2 separate regions of the Zea mays genome follow, and region 2 is linked to region 1. The links are chromatin contacts, called in public Hi-C maps. All regions are on one chromosome and are shown on one strand. The core of a region is the stretch at or near the end of the contact, and the rest is flanking DNA. Distances in the headings are between cores, read along the strand shown.

What was found. Hi-C and Micro-C count contacts between places; a contact is called where the count stands out from the background.
Region 2: a contact with region 1 is called in a Hi-C map of ear, with 2.3 times the contacts expected there. The contact joins the promoter of LOC100273227 here to the enhancer-like site in region 1. A contact is called at or near these places in 2 of 25 Hi-C or Micro-C datasets (ear and tassel).

What each region holds. Positions count from the first base shown.
Region 1 is chr8:141,390,225-141,394,150 of Zm-B73-REFERENCE-NAM-5.0, reverse strand. No RefSeq gene overlaps it. Among protein-coding and RNA genes, the nearest start is that of LOC111347722, 3.7 kb to the left of the region's middle. Within about 2 kb of position 2,585, at least 15 of the 20 cell types and tissues checked have an H3K27ac peak or open chromatin away from gene starts, as enhancers often do. A contact at or near this core is called in ear and tassel, where this site is marked.
Region 2 is chr8:141,967,949-141,972,042 of Zm-B73-REFERENCE-NAM-5.0, reverse strand. It overlaps LOC100273227 (3'-5' exonuclease domain-containing protein / K homology domain-containing protein / KH domain-containing protein), which reads left to right and starts at 2,154. Exons shown (of 10, transcript NM_001147669.1): 1 at 2,154-2,292; 2 at 3,224-3,384; 3 at 3,964-4,094. The coding sequence starts at 2,238.

The DNA.
Region 1 (3,926 bases), core at 1,336-3,835:
AATGTAGCGTTCTCTCTCACCTGCGCTATACTGAGAGTGAGGCTATCTCCAGCAACGTACTCTAAATTTCTCTGTTTTCATCGAACATATGCATGGCAGAGCCGTAGAGCTACTGTTGGCTCTCTCTCCCACCTTCGCGCAGCTTCTCTCCAACTGGGCACAAGCAACCAAAGCCACACGAACACCATGGCCAGCACGGTGGCCTCTGCGTCGGTTGGGACGAGCTCTGCGATCACACATTCACCGGCGTCGGCAACAAGTTGGTCCTCGCCGGCAGTGGTACGGTACATGGGTGCGAGAATGAATGGAGGAGACGGCACGCGAACAATATTTAGCGAGTGGTCATACGTCCGACAGATTTAGCGTCTCGGAGGCAGCCGCTAAATTTTAGCGTATGGTTTAGAGTCTCTTGCTGGAGGTGTAGAGAACGTTTCCATCCGTTAAATTTGACAGACAGGACCGATTTAGCGTCCCTTGTTGGAGACAGTCTGAGGCAGGCTCAGACACGGTGGGATGGCAAATGCATGTTGATGGGGATAGAAAAGTGTGGAAAATATAATATAATGTATGTTAGTTGATATAGCTACATATGTAGGATAATTGTGACCGTGATAAATTGTTGGATAGAGTAGAGAATCTCTTTGATTAGAATAGAATATTTTTTTTAGCGTAGAGAAAAAAAGGTATAAAGAGTGTGGATAGCCTCGGAAAATACGACTGTCTTGTGGCACCGACGCTTTTGCTTGGCTGTGGATACCAGCATTTAGTGTATTTTATTTTGAAATTTAAATACATATACCAATGTAAAAACAAATATCTTTAGATCCCTTCCTTTTAAAGGAATTGGAAATTTATTTGATAGAGTATGTCTTTAGTTTGAAATTTGACATTCCATCATTTTCCTAAGTTTAGATATAAGCATATCCCGAATTCATAGGATGAGGTGTGGAAATTGATTTAATGTGTCACTAATATATGTTTCTACTCTGTAACTTATAACGCACTCATCGGCTCGCTCCCATATAATAAAAATGTAGCATATAAATATCTTCCTCATATAACCAAAAATAGTATATAAATAAATTCTATATAGAACTGTATTAGCTTATATTGGGAGACCTTTATTATCGAAGGTCCTCGAAGTGTTTCATTATATTTAATGTATTATCGAAGAATGACCAAGCTAGCCTTCGTCCAAACTAGCGCGCAAAGCGAAGGCGAAGCTGAAGAGCTTCAGCTCCGAAGGGTTGATACAAGAAAGGGATCAAAGGAAAGAGCTTTGGTCAGCGACATCAACACACGAATCAAATCTAGAAAATGATAGCTCTACAATCAACACACATGCACTAAGTGCCATATTTTTTTCATAAATAACTTAGTATAATCTATATCAATTTAGTATATAGTTCAAAATATAAAGATAAGGTATTAGCATATGAAACTATAGATTTAACATTTAAAGTCTACAAATACATACAAATATAATATGAACATCAAGCACAAAATGCACTAAATAAATGTGCATACCGGTTGCAAAGTAAATTTCAATATTACTTGTTCGGCGTGTGCTTTATGTTTTCGAAAAAGCGAAGCAATATCTTCGCCCCTCTTCATATTCAATCAATGTATTGTACAAGTAAATTGATATAGCACAATGTTAAAAAAGTATCATTAGTAACGAAATCCAGGTTTACATAAAAAATTCTTCTAAAATCACTAATCAAAATTACAAAGAAAAATAGAGTTGATTTACCATCTCTGCTGTACGTCATGTGGCCAATGCAGTCCGCCTATGAAGCAGAGATATGAAGAGAGACGACTAGAGGCTTAGGGAGACTGGACAGTACGACACCAGACCGTCCCGCGTGATAGCCTGGATAGTCTGGGATTAGATAAGTTCTTGCGACATCTTGATTTCTTGCGATATTTTTATAATTTGTTGTGGGATATTGTTGGACCCCACTTATAAAAGTGTCTAGAGCTCCACTATAAATATATATATAAAGGGTACGGGAACACTAAAAATTGATATACAAACTAGCTTATACATTATTTTCTTAGACCTATAGGTTTAGTTTTAGTCCTAGTTGTTGTTTCCCCAAATCCTAATCTTCTCATATCTTCGGCTCTATATTGTCTGAGACGCTTTAAGTGGTATGTCGACCCGAAAGCAACCTATAATCTCTCCTCCCTGTGGGTCCCACTCGAGAGGCAGAATGTAGGTTTTTCCCGAGCCTCTCCATGCGTAGCGGATAGTTCGGCTCCTGGCCATGTCGGACAGTTCAAGCTCCAGGGCCGGACGTGTATGCACAAAGCGTGTCAACTCTAGGGATAATTAGTGTTTAGTCTAGAAAGACGTCACAATATATATATATATATATATATATATATATATATATAATAATAATAATAATAATAATAATAATAATAATTCTAACTCCATCCGATCCATACATGATCTGCAGGAGCGATTTATATGTAGAGCAATAGCTGCACTGGTTCTGGTTGGGTTGGGTTATACGGTGGTTGCACCTTTGGTGCCACGGTGAGCTGTCAAACCTACCCTAGCTAGCCACAGACACGCGGCGCCCAACGGGAGAGAAGGACGGAGGAAGGCACGGTCCTCTTTCTCATGTCTCACCTAGCTACTAACCCAGAGTCAGAGGGCCAACTTTAATTACACCACGCAATCATGCACCTGATGAAAGGCCAAAAAAACAATCTAATCACACCTTCCAATCAATATCATGCACCGGTGAACCGTCCCTGCTTTGATTTCACCGGAAGAATTCAATTCCACTGCCAGTGAAAGCAAAGCAAAGCATTGACAGCATATTTATACGCATGTTTTGACGTGCTTGTCATCATCAGCTGAGATTGCCGCGCACGTTACGCCGTCGTCGTTGGTGGACCTGATATGGGACCATTACATATGTACTGCTACCACTGCCTTTTCTATTAGTTACTTATTTGTTGTTATTAGAACTAATCACGGGCGATTATGTGTGTAGTTACCAAACTCGCGCGACTTTCCTGCCAAAAAGAAGAAAATCTAATATTTAAGATGATCTTGACAACAATCATGTGCATACGTGCAATAACTTAAAAGGCGTGGCCAGAAGCTTCTGCAGACCCGCCTAACTGGTGGCTAGACTTGAAAGTTTAGGCCGGATCATTTAGGGTCAGCACGGTACAACATAAAATAAGAGTCCAAAGTACAACATGATACGAAAGAAAAGGGTCGGACCAGTACAACTCGAATAGTCGAACCATGTTGTATCTCAAACTTAGTCGTCATAATGAGCGGCACAACATGACACGATAAGATAAGCCATACTTGTCAATATTTGGGCCACCGTGCTTATCAACAAGGTTACTAGTATATTAATACACGTGTGTCTAATTATAAGGAAAGTATGTCTTATATTATAGAACAAGAATAAGATGTAGTTACACCTTATAATAGGATATAAGGACGGAGGAAGAGATAATCCTAAGACCAAGACACGGCAGGAAAGTCAGCGTTTGGTAACCCAACGAGGACCGCACTATTGAAGATTTGTTGTTACGCATAGAAAGCTAATATGTTCCGAGCATGTTTTCTTGTTTGAAGTTACGTCAAGAATTCCTGAAATTCCACTAAACGACAAAGCAGGTCGACACCCCATCTTCAAAGCCCGGGCAGTGCAAGCGTGATGCTGATGCAGTAGAGTACTTGTTGCCATGAGAAACTGATCAACTCTAAGAAATTAATGGCCATAAAACTCCTTTTTATCTCTTTTTTTAGAAAAAACAGCTAAACCAAACCGTTAAAAATATATTGGTTTCTGGAGCTAGAGATAATCAACTCGACTTAATGGAGATTAAGGTTCAGCATCTACTTCTGTTTTAAAATAGAAGAAAGAAAATAACGATAAAAAATAGTA
Region 2 (4,094 bases), core at 905-3,404, 580 kb before region 1:
AGATTTTGAATATTTGTAGGAGACATGCACTTGAACTTTTAAGGTCAAGATATTATATAAAGGATAACAATACATAAGTGCGAGTGTTACTAAGGTGATATTTATGAGAAAGTCATCTATAATTTAGACTTCGACATGTATAAATTAAATGATATCGTCAGTAGAATCTAAGAACCACTTGTAGAATGTTGATAACATTTGTAAGAATTTTAAAGAGCTATGTGTTATGCTCCTAATTATTTTAGACCATGTAGGTTTGTTTCTAATCATTCTAAACCATGTAGGTTTACTCCTACAGTTACCAGAACAACAGAAAAAACTATCCTAACGAGAAATCTGCTAGCCGTGTTCCATTTACAGTAAATAGGTCTAAGGCTCGCACTCATGTAACTCTAAATTTTTATCTAAAAAAAAATTCTATCCTTATCAGCAAAATTCTTTACACTATATCATAATCCTCCGCATTTATATTTACTTCATATCTCAACCCTATACCAACTATCAAAACTTTTTCGTACACATGTTGCCGCTGCTGCTCATTGGTATAATGCATAGAGTGGCTGCCGTACATATGCTGAACTGAATGTGCCGTTCTTCATGCCCGCCTCTATTTTAGAGTATCCAGTTGTGGTCTTTTTCTTGCCCTATAGTTTACTCCAACTCGGTAGAGTATCGTGCAAAGTTGTGGATAGCCTAAGGCTGGCTCCAGCAATAAGCAATAGTCTCTAAAACCTCCTCTACTCTAAATATAGAAAACCATGCTCTCCAGCAACGTCCTCTAAATGGTCCTCTAAATTTAGAGGACGCTGCTAGATTCTATATATATAGAGTTTCTCTAAACGGGCCTCTATCTATTTGAATACTTTAAATAACCGGTTTAGCAAAACTAAAATATGTACAATACATTTGAGAGTATGAAAAATACATATGTAAAAAATAAAAAATAAAAATATCTCTAATATACGTATTTGTGTATAGATGACATGATTTAGAGTATGTTGTTGAAGAGAAAGGATATATAAAGGATGAAATCTTTTAAAGGAGACTGAGATAGATATAGAGGATAGATATAGAGGACGTTGCTGGAGACAACCTAAAACCTTCCTTTTGTCGAGCGGAATTTAAATGTGACGATCCAAATATTTTTTCTAGATTGTTATGACATTAGGAACGTAGTTATAAAGTCCTTCACATATCTTGGCCACCTTTTCCCGTCAACAGACATTATACATTTTGATGTATTTTCTATAAACTTTGCCAAAATTAAATAAGTTTAGTCAAAATGTTTTGTGAAAAGTTTTCAAAACACGCTGAGGCATCGATTATAATGTTTGAAACTTTTTTGGATGTTTGGAATATAGTTCTATTTTTTGAAAGCTTCTGCTCTAGGATTTTTTTTTTCAAAATTTTTAGAAATATAGAGATGTTTTCTATGTTTTAATAGTCTTATATCAAGTATTTACTAGATTTAACTAAAAATAAGAAAGAGACAAAACCGTTTTTAAAACTACTTGAAACTATGAAACTATAGCAGGAAGTAATTTGAATGGTCTTGTGAGTCAGATATCTGATTATGGAGTTCGAAAGAAAAAGTGAGTTTAGGCTAGCCGCAGTCACAAACGCCAAAACAAACGCTATGATCATGCAATTACATATGCAGTATGCTGTATGCAGTAGGTAAATGCTGCAGCCGTGTATGCAGAATTAGAGCGAGCACAAGAAACGTTATTCCCAGAGTTTACTAACCTTCTACTCGCCGTACAACATCAGTACAATAAACAGGAGGTAGTTGAGTAAGAAAAGAAAAAGAATAGGAAAAAATAATATTATACATATAGTAGTTGGTATATGATTAAGATATAGAGTCAATATAATAATATAGGGTAAAGAATTTTGCTATAAAAAAGAATATTTAGAATGGTACGAGTGTGGATAGCCTTACCACAGTAAATTGTTAGTTGAGGGAGTGCAATAGCATCAGGGCATCATCATCGCAGATTGGGCTGCCAGTGGAGTTCACGCAATAAATGAACAGGCCCAAGCCCAGCCGACAGCTGCTAGCGGTAACCGTCGCCTCACTTCCGCAGCACCGGCGCGGCGACTATTAGCTATAGCCGAGTAGGCGCAGCCGCGCACGGCGCACCCCTCGTGTTCCCTTTTCGTCCTTGTTCCTCAACGTCGCCGGTGCGCCCGCCTCCTGCCTCTCTCCCCCTGCGAGCGATCGTGAGGGGATCGGGATGGCCTCCCACCATTCCGAGCCCCTCGACCCCGCCGACGCTGACGACCCCTCAGGTGCGGCACTTACCTATGCCTCTCCCCTCTCTCTTCATCCTCCTGGTGGCTCGGCTCTCCCAGTGTTGCTCTACTCGCGGTGTAAATCGTGGCGCGTTAGGTCGCTGCGATCCCGCTGCCTGCTGCTCCGTTTCGCATATGACCGAGCGGCCCCTCCGTTTCGCTTGAAGCGCCCCACCGTTTCGCGCTCATAGTGCTGCGCCCGCGCGGCGCGAGCCCGTACATCTGTGCTCACGGTGCCGCATCGGCGTCCGCTGCTTTTAGGGTTCTGGGAGTTCGTTTAGTCCTTGTGTACTTGTGTTTTAGCTTCTACCTTGCTGTGTTTTGTTGGAGCGTTTTGTGTCATGGTATAATCTTAGGGTTTTTGGGCTCGTAATGTTGGTATGCAGATGCTTATTTGATCGCGCAGCTAGTAACTTCGTGCGGGTTGCTCTAGGGACTAGGTCTTTTTTGGGCGGGATTGCAGAATTACTTGGAGTGAATGCCCATAGTTCCAAGTGAAATACTTGTTCTCTTCAATCACCAATAGTTCTGTATTTTTATATGCAAATAATTTGTGAATATCATAGTGCCTGATCTTGTGATAATTACTTGCTGATAGGTGCTGGCTACTTCATCAGTACTCTTTTTAGCATTGATGAAGAATTAGTTGTGTAGCTGCATTGTGCCAGAAATTCTGGAACAAGTTCTTATGATTCCATTCCGATGCACTTTATCCATTTACTTAATAGTTTGGCAGTGAAATTGGCTGCATATCGCTACCTGTGTGTTTTGTTGGTAGGTTTTTTGCTTGCTAGGATCGGTTATCTTGCTCAGAACAGGGAACTGTTTTTGTCCATATAGTTTCCCCTTGATTGGGGTTGCTTCTACAGTTGTGCACCAATGAGCCAATTTTAATTGCTTTGTATTGATCACTTGATTTCTCTTGCAGATAACAACCCAGAATTACCATGCCCCTCCTATCATATCGTTACCAAACCTGGTCAACTCCCAGTCGAGTTTCTTGAACCCTCAGCTGCCCAGAAGTTGGTAATTGGATTTGACTGTGAAGGTGTTGATCTCTGCCGCAATGGTGCTCTCTGTATTATGCAGGTGAGCAAAAGTAACCTTAGCTGGCATGATGTTGTATTATAGGGTTTTGTTTTCATGATTGTGACATCACAAAAAACTTTATGCAGCAGCCATTCATTTTTCTTATAAGTGGAATAAAACATTACTTCATTACTTTCAGTGGTCTTCATTTTGTAACGAATTGTTTCTGCTAGAAATGCTACTTCATTACCTTGAATTCAAGGGTCATGCATTTACATGTATTTTTTTCATGCACCTAGACTTAATATATTTTCATGATCATGATTGTGTCATCACAAAACTATATGCAGCTGCCATGCATTTTTCTTATAACTGGACTAAAACATTACTTCATAACTTTCAGTGGTCTTCATTTTTTAACGAATTGTTTCTGCTAGAAATGCTACTTCATTACCTTGAATTCAAGGGTCATGCATTTACATGTATTTTTTTTTCATGCACCTAGACTTAATATGCCTGCTGTTTCATCCAACTTTTGTATATGCTTGTCTTGTTCTTGAGGTTGTTCCTAAAGTGTCCACTCTCTACATTTGAGATCCTGATGTGCTATACTTTTTGTTGGTTGTCTACATATTGCAGCTTGCATTCCCTGATGCTGTTTACCTAGTTGATGCTATTGAGGGTGGAAAAGAACTTATTCAAGCTTGTAAGCCCGCACTTGAGTCTGATCATATCACCAAAGTTATTCATGATTGTAAAAGGGACAGTGA